Linked DNA regions of Sus scrofa: region 2 is linked to region 1. A link is a contact called in public Hi-C data. All regions are on one chromosome and are shown on one strand. Each heading gives the region's core, a stretch centred on a gene start, on an enhancer-like site or on the middle of the called end of the contact. The rest is flanking DNA. Distances are from core to core; before and after follow the strand shown.

Region 1 (4,400 bases), core at 685-3,184:
TAAGCTCCTGGCTCTCTTACTCGGCTAAGTAGCAGGTGGCATTTTGAATCAATAGCCTGTGCTCCCACTGGAAACGTAGCAGACTTGGCCAGGGGGATCTTGTGTGAGAGGCAACCAACTCGTGTCATCTGTTCCTTGTCCTCACCTGCGCTGCCACTGATGACCTTGGTCGCTAGAACTAGGGCGTGATTCACAGTCTGGTCAATACAAGCATTTTTTAAAAATCCATAGAGTACATTGTCATAGTACTTTTTTTCTTGTCTTTATCTTTGTAGGGCCGCACCCATGGCATACGGAGGTTCCCAGCCTAGGGGTTGAATCAGAGCTGTAGCACTGACCTATGCCACAGCCACAGCAATGTGGGATCCGAGACACGCCTTCAAGCTACACCACCGCTCACGGCAATGCCGGATTCTTAACCCACCACTCGAGGCCAGGGATGGAACCTGTGTCCTCATGGATGCTAGTTGGATTTGTTAACCACTGAGCCACTATAAATACAGTAAAAAAAAAAATTCATTGAGTTAAACAAAACAATACTATAAAACTGAGAGTGAAAATTGGTGCAGTGTGGTGATTTAGAATAAGAAAAAATAAATAAAATAAATTCACCTTATTGTGAGCTGATTCAGATCACACACATAACCAAAAATGAAATAAAGCAGTATTTGTATTCATGAACTAATACTACTTTGCTATTTTTTTTTTTTTTATTTGCTTTTTTTCTTGGAAATTGTAGCTAACAGAACTTATGTTGACTCCCCTCCCCATCCCTGGGAATCGCCCTCATTTTTTTCTTTGGAAATTTTTTTTTTTTTTTTGTACAAACTTATTGATTGGGTAATGCCCTCATCCTGTGATGACAACTTTGTAACTCATTTTCTATAGAGAGAATTCAAGAAAAGCTTTGGTTCTTCTGCCAGAGGAGACTGCATTTCTCATTGATAATTTAGCAGAGATTATTTTAGACTTATAACCTATTATGGGCAGTATCACATGGATTTCTCAGAATCACCATCTAATCTGGGACAGCAGTTGTCAAGTCTCTTTTGTGTGTGAGCTGTATGACTGAAAGGACGGCTCGCAGACCGGCTCTCGCTCCGTATTTTTCAGTCCGCATTCTCCCTCCCTCTCCACATGCCTCTGGAGCTGGAGGTTGTAGCAGCCACTTATATCCTGATGCCATCCTTGACCCTTCAAGCAGGATCTTACAGGCTGGGTACAGAACATCTCAGACCACCCTGAATTAACCCATAAGTAATATGCCATGAATAAAATCCATTTATTAAATAGTCTATGGTGCATCACTACTAAGACAAGATAACAAGAAATGTAATAAAAATACCAACATGACTGAGTCACTTTGCTGTACAGCAGAAATTGACAGAACTGTGTAAATCAACTATAATACAAAAATTAAGAAAACATGGAAAAAAAAAAAAAGGCAACAGCAGCATCACTACCTCCAGCGCCACCCCTCCCACTGCATCTGTGAACAGAAACTTCACTCATCAGCTGCTCAGGCCAAGTGTGACGGTTCATTCTCCTCTCTTCCTCTCATTCCTGCATCCAGCGCATCAGTAAGAGGTATTGTCTCTGGGTTCAGAGTACATCTGGATTCTGGCCAGTGGTCCCCAGCCTCACTGCTGCCCTCTGTCCACCTCTCCCTCATTCCCTAACGGGTCACTCCTGTGGTCCTCTCTGCTTTTCAGCATCTACACCTGCCTGACCAGAGGTTCTTAACAAAGTCAGAGTCACCCCCTCACAGTGGGGTTCAGATCACTTTACTCAGACTCCCTCTGATGCTCCCCGTCTCACTGGGGGAAAATCAAAGTCTTTAGGGTGGCCGAGGAGGTCCCATGTGACCTGCCCTGCTGCTGGCCCCTCTGTACCCTCCCCACCCCTTCAGGCGTGGGGTCCTTGTCTTCTCTGCCACGACAGTCCCTGCCTGCCGGCTCTTGGACCTGCTGTTCTTGGACCTGGTGTGCCCCCCCCCCTACCCCCCCAACACACACACACACACACACACACACACACACACACACACACACACACGCCTCTGCTGACCACCCTTATGAAAAAGCAGCTTATCTCTTTTTCCCCTTCTGGTCCCTGGTAGCTATCAACATCTGACATGTCTGCTGGTTGTCACTTGTCACTGTTGATGTACCGCCAGGGCTGGCAGGAGTGCCTGGCACATAATAGATAGGTGGTGGGGAAATATGGGTTCTGGTAATAAACAAATTATAAATACAGCGAGTATTTTTCTTACTAGCCCGTAGGTCGTTCAGGAAAATGATCTTTCCGTAAAGAACCCTGCAATATGGCAATATCATATTATTATATGTGCATACGTGTGTGTATATGTGATGTGTGTGTGTGCATGTGTGTATGACTTGGTGAGATAAACACCTGAAATAATTATCATTTTATAATTTCCCTGCTTCACACAGATGTTTGAATCCAACCATATTGTAAGTAACCCTTCAAGGCTGTGTTGTGATTCTTCCGTAACAGACCTGAAAATCTCTTTCCAGCATCATCTACATTTATTTTTTGTTATTGTTACCTATGTTTGTTTTTCATCACATTTTTATTGGCCTCTGACATTCACCCTTGATGACCTGTGAGGTACGAGAACACCACTGATACTATGGAGTATTATCTTTGTACTCGACTCTCTGTCTTTGGCCGAATGCTCTATTCTGCTTTCTGAACGCCTTGCTGTAAATTCAAACACAATGAGAACAACGGCTTTTCCTTCTCTGATGGCCTGCCTTACGGCAAGATCCTTTATCTTGCAGATCTTATTTGCCCTGCACCATCACAAGGAGAGCGAGCCCATCCCGGGATAAACATCACGGAGGGGCCTCTCATAAACCAGAGGGAGAGGCAGGCTTGGAACCAGTTGGGACACGTGACGAGAAGGAAGTGAGCACTCGGTTGAAGGAGGGACTTGGTCCAGCGGGAAAGGAGCTGGGGAGACGCTTTTGAGGAAACATCTGGGACTTGGGGAGAAGTAAGGAACTAGCGCCTCAACAGATAAGGAAGGGGTGCGTGGAATTCTTCAGGGAGAGGCCACGGGACAGCCTGGGTCAAGAAGGGGCTCGGGCTCAGTATGGACTCGGAATTGAGGGAAGACGAGGGACATGATGTGAGCAAACAGGAGGACAGGGGGTGAAGCGGGAAACGCAGGTCAAGGTCAATCGCCCACATTCCTACGGGGCGGGGGTATTTCATTCTGAGCGCAAGCTGAACCCTTTGAAAAGTTTTAAGCAGGTACACGGAGTGATCTGATTAATATTTCAAAGGAGACTGCCTGGTGTGCGGAAAATATATTGAAGGAGCCAGAAGGAAGAAAAAAAGAGGATACAGAAGATACAGGGGGTTGTCGATAGGCCGAGTGAAAGATGGCTTCTGTGAAAGCAGAAGAGTCAGAGAAATGGGGCGATTTAAGATGTCATTTGAGAGGAAACAGAGTGAATTTGGCAACCATCATATGTGGAGAATTGACGGCAAAAGGGAATCAGAAATGAGCAGTGGTTTGTGGTTATATGATTTCCAGGAGGGTGGAAGTTTGGAGAAGCAAGGCGTAAGGCAAGAACCAGAAGCTGAATATTGACACAGGTTAAAATGAGATGCATGACAGGGATTCACATGGAGAGGCCAAGAGAAGAAAATCTAGGCGGAAGAATCAAAATGGAACGTCATCTACCTATAGGTCATGCATAAGTCCACAGGACAACCCATAAAATACAAAGAAAGCATGGGGCAGGGTGACTGCTAGATGACACTAAAGTAGGAGACGGGCATGAGGCAAGGCGTCCAGGAACGGTGCGCTGAGAAGCAGGAGGACCCCAGGTTGTGTCCTTATTGAGCCCAAGAGAGCATTTAATCAAGCTCAGGTGATCAGCCATCATGAATGATGCTGAGAGGTCACCGAGGATGAAGACCAGAGCTTCCATGGACCTAACAGAGCAGGTGTTCATGCCCTCAAAGACAGTGGTGCAGGCAAAGTGGGGCAAGCCGACGCTGGGTGATGCAGAACGAGGGTTTTCAGGCCATGGGATTGGGAAGCAACCCCTCTTCATAGTGTTTAGGCGTAAAGAGAAGCAGAAACATGGGATGATAGTGGAAAGCAAACACCAGCTCCAGGGAGATGATGGCGGAGAGAAAAGCGTGCGATGTAGCAGGAATGACCAGGGAGGGTGGAGGATCTAGGAGAGAAGCGGTTAACCGAGGAGCACTGGCTTTGATCCAGGGGCTCTAACAGCGCGAGTGAAAGGACCTGCCTCTAAAAGATGGGCGGGATGCAGGTACCACGGTGGACGGGGCCGTCTGAAAATCAGGGCATCTGTGTTTAGCGAAGATGCTCTTACAGTCTTCTACAGGCGAGGATC
Region 2 (4,400 bases), core at 945-3,444, 160 kb after region 1:
GAGGGACACCTGCAGCCCCTCACTCAGACTTCTGGCCCCTGGCTTCACCCACTGCATTATTACGACAACCATTCTGGACCGAGTCTCTCCCCGTTTCCTCGCCTTCCCAGTCTCAGAAATAATCTCCAGGAGGGATGTCCAGTCTGCTGAGATACAACGTGGTGGAAGATAGCATAAGAAAGGGAGTGTGTGTGTGTGTGTGAGAGAGAGAGAGAGAGAGAGACTGGGCACTGTGCTGGATTAGAAAGTAGCGCTACACTGTAAGTCAATTATATTTTAGGTAAATAAATAAATAAATATGCAGCAAACATCAACATTACAAAAGGAAATGTTTTAAGGTGAAATCAAAATAAATAAATAAATAAATAGTAAAAAGGGAGTTCCCGTCGTGGCGCAGCGGAAACAAATCTGACTAGTATCCATGAGGGCACAGGTTCGATTCCTGGCCCCACTCAGAGGGTTAAGGATCCAGTGTTGCTGTGAGCTGTGGCGTAGGTCGAAGACGCAGCTCGGATCCTGCGTTGCTGTGGCTGTGGTGTAGGCCGGGAGCTGCAGATCTGATTCGACCCCCAGCCTGGGAACTTCCATATGCCATGAATGTGGCCCTAAAAACACAAAAAAAAAAAAAGAAAGAAAGAAAGAAAGAAATCATCAGATTTGGGGGATGTGACCAGCACCTCCATCAACCTCAAAGAGTCCCCCGCCCCCATGACTCAGGCACCAGCACGCCCCCTCCATCTGTAACATTGCCCTTGGTGGCACTGCCAGGCCTGCCTTGTCATCCCCAGATGGCAGATGAAAACCGAGGGTCAGAAACGGGGGCAACTGGCCCAGGATCCCAGCAGGCAGAGCGGAATGGAGGCTGCCCATAGTTTCAGGCCCCTACTCGTCCCCAAGCGTCACAACACCCCCTGCAAGCCCTTCGGACCGGATCGCGGTGGTGAATCCGAAACAGAGCACCTCAGACCCTCACCCGCAGCCCCCAGCTGAGAGCTGACCTTGGCTCTCTTTCCTGCACCTGAGTCCCTAGCTTCCCCTTGTGGCTCAGTCATCGGTTGTCTCTGAGGAGGCTGGTGGGATGCAGGGTCTGCCTGGGAAGCCCAGAGGCAGACCCCCGGCCACCCTCACCCCCGTGGTCCTGCCGTGAGGGAGCAGGGGCGCAGGAGGGGCCGGGCGCAGATCCCCGCCCAGCCTTGGAAGCGGGGACTCAGGGTCGCCAGGCGGTCCAGGGAGAGGAGGGTGTCTTTTCTGCTCTCAGTCAACGGCCACGCAGCCCTCGCAGGCCATTCTGCCGGCAGCTTAAAGAAAGAAGAAACTCCGTGGTCTTGTCCCAGGAGGCCCAGAGCTGAGCCCCGGCTGGTGGAAAAGAAAGTCGCCCATAAGCATGTGCCCTGCATCCCCGCGACGGCTGCCAGGCTTGCTTTGGATGGAGTGTGCCCGTGCAGAGAGCGGGGCGAGGGGCAGGGCTGCCCGGGGATGTTGCTGGAGAGTCTGACCATCAAGCTTGGCTTTGCCTCCCCTTCCTCTGGCGGGGGGGGCGCCTGTGGATGCGGGGCTGGGGGGATGCACCTTCCAAGGTCAGTTTCAGGGTGCGTTCTCTCTGTCTCGCTTTTTCTCCCCCCCTTCTCTCTCTCCCTCTTTCTCTCTCACACACACACACTCACGGCAGCACACACACCCTGCCTATTGCCTTTCTACGTGGGATTTCACTAGAGTGACTAATGAGCAGAGACTATAACACAGAACTACGAGGTACCAAGACAAAGGGACGAGTGACAAAGGGGCCCAGAACCAAACAGAGTGGCAGCCTGGCAGGTCTTCCCAAAGAATAACACACTCCCAGACACACAGCCTCCCTCCCATGTGACAGGGCTTCCCCCTTCACCCGCCCGCTGGCACTGGGCTCACGTGAGCTCTGAGCCCCAGGAATGGGGGCAACCAGGTGGCGGGAACTGCTCACTGGGAATCAACTTCCCATGGATGCTTCTAATAGTCTGACCACAACTTTTAACTCCTTTGATTAAGAGAAAAAACAAAACAAAACAAAAACAAAAACAAAACCTCTTGTTTAAGTGTCAGCATGAACTAGAAGCAAGACAGAAGTCAGATCCCCTACCAAACTGGTGAGCGCCTGCACAGGTGTCACTGTTCAGAAAAATCTGGCAGTATCCCCCTTCTCGGATTTAAGGGTTTGCTTCTCCATAGTGACAAAGGCAGGGGTGGCAGAGGAAGGCAGGAGGGGAACAGGATGGGAGTTTAAAAATAGTGTGACAAAATGATAATGTAGGTCGGAAGTACATCTGGGTTTGATTTAGAAAGAGAATTCCATGTCTGCACACGCATCCAAAGCATCTCTATTTTTAGCCTCCCTCCACTCCGAAGCAAAGCACCTCGGTTCCCCCCAGATGACCTCACAGGGGTGAGGAGTCACGGAGACCTCTTGGGGAGGAAGGAAGCTACCTTGGCAGTGCCCCCAAGGCTTGGTCACCCCTCAGCGGAACTGGTCAGATGACAAAAACTGAGAAACTCAAAATGATGGTAACTCAAAAAGCTGTGCAAATGGGCTGGGAGATCTTTTTAGTTTGCTTGTTTGCTGTTTTTTTTTTTTTGTTTTGTTTTTTTCCACTTTTTCGGGCCACACCCATGGCATATGGAAGTTCCCAGACTAGGGGTGGAATCGGAGCTGCAGCTGCCGGTCTATACCACCGCCACAGCAATGCAGGATCTGAGCCTCGTCTGTGACCTACACCTGCTTATAACGAAAATACCACAGACAGGGCAGCTTAGGAAACAGATATTTATTTCTCACTGTTCTGGAGGCTGGAAATCCAAGATCAGGTGCCAGTAGATCCAGTGACTAGTGAGAGACCTCCTCCAGTTTGCAGGTGGCCTACTTCTCTGCCTCCTCTTCCTCCTCCTCCTCTTCTTCTTTTTGCCTCACCCACAGCATCCAAAAGTCCTGGGACCAGGGATTGAATCCTCACCACAGCAGTGACCCAGGATCACAGCAGTGATAACACTGGGTCCTTAACCTGCTGAGCCACTGGGGAACTCCCAGGTGGCCAACTTCTTGGGTTCTCCCATGATGGACAATGGAGAAGGCTGGGTCTCTTCACGTCCCTATAAGGACATTCATCTCATTCATGGGGAGGTTATAACCTTATAACTTAACCATCCCCCCAACCCGGTCCCCTCCAATACTGTCACTTTGGGAATTAAGCTTCAACATAAGAGTTTTGAAGGGACACAAACATTGTATCCATAGCGGGAAGCTTCCAGATTAAGACTCCAGAGAAACAGGAATCGGCTACAGGGATGTGTCTGATCCGTTCCTGAAAGAGACGCAGTGTCCCTTCTGCCCCTGCTATTGGCGACAAGTGAATTTTAGACCAGCCTAGATTTAGATGTGAGCAAGCTCCTGTGAGGGGCGAGGGGGGGACTGTGTCACGGCCATGGGGGACTCTACTGAGGCCAACTTCAGAACGCACAGTTTGGGGAGCTTCCGTTGTGGCTCCCTGGGTAAAGAATCCAAATAGGATCCATGAGTTTGAGGGTTTAATCCCTGGCTTTGCTCACGGGTTAAGGATTCGGCATTGCCACATGATGCCGCATAGGTCACAGATGCAGCTAGGATCTGGCATTGCAGTGGCTGTGGCGTAGGCCCCAGCTGCTGCTCCAATCTGATACCTACCCTGGGAACTTCCATATGCCACAGGTGCAGCCCTAAAAAAAAAGAAAGAAAGAAATGCAATCTGCAGCCTGTGTTACGATGTGATAAATATGGCCTTTACACAAAGGTTTTTCCAGAAGAGAGAGAGCACAGAGGCGAGAGCACAATTACGTATATTTATTTATGTTAATGTCTTGGAAAGCTGCGGCGGCAGACACATGAACTATCCATTTGCTCCACCAAACATCTCAGCCCCCTGCCAGTGTCCATTCTCTCTGGGCCACGGAATCATTTCTGGTCAATAGGATGTGAGAGTCAGGACTGTGCCGGCTCCAGGCTGAAGCAATCGAAAGCATCAGAAACTCCAGTTCTCTCTCTCCTGCCATGGCTGCTTGTTCCTTGTGTGAGCAGACAACCCTCATGCCTGCCATTCATCATCTCTCTCCTTGGCATACCACGTGTGATGCGGGTGAGACACAAAATTTCACTGTGTTAAACCAGTGCGGCTGGGTAATTTATCTGCCACCACAGCAGACCAGAGTGTTATCATAATACCATACATTGGGGTGAAAAAGGAGAGGGCTGTGGAAACAGAAGCCTAAAATGTGTGGCATCGCCTCCACGGTAGAATAGTGCGTGGCAAGGGAACTCATTCCAGACACGAAACCAAGGGAGGTCCGTTTTACAAAACAGAAAAGGGGTAGGGCGTCCTGGTTATTACTGGGGTCCA

The links. Hi-C and Micro-C count contacts between places; a contact is called where the count stands out from the background.
Region 2: a contact with region 1 is called in a Hi-C map of fetal heart ventricle, with 2.7 times the contacts expected there. The contact joins two enhancer-like sites. A contact is called at or near these places in 3 of 47 Hi-C or Micro-C datasets (epiblast stem cells, fetal heart ventricle and heart right ventricle).

The regions. Positions count from the first base shown.
Region 1 is chr16:75,931,762-75,936,161 of Sscrofa11.1, forward strand. No RefSeq gene overlaps it. Among named protein-coding and RNA genes, the nearest start is that of ICE1, 320 kb to the right of the region's middle. Within about 2 kb of position 1,935, at least 2 of the 83 cell types and tissues checked have an H3K27ac peak or open chromatin away from gene starts, as enhancers often do.
Region 2 is chr16:76,095,252-76,099,651 of Sscrofa11.1, forward strand. No RefSeq gene overlaps it. Among named protein-coding and RNA genes, the nearest start is that of ICE1, 160 kb to the right of the region's middle. Within about 2 kb of position 2,195, at least 2 of the 83 cell types and tissues checked have an H3K27ac peak or open chromatin away from gene starts, as enhancers often do.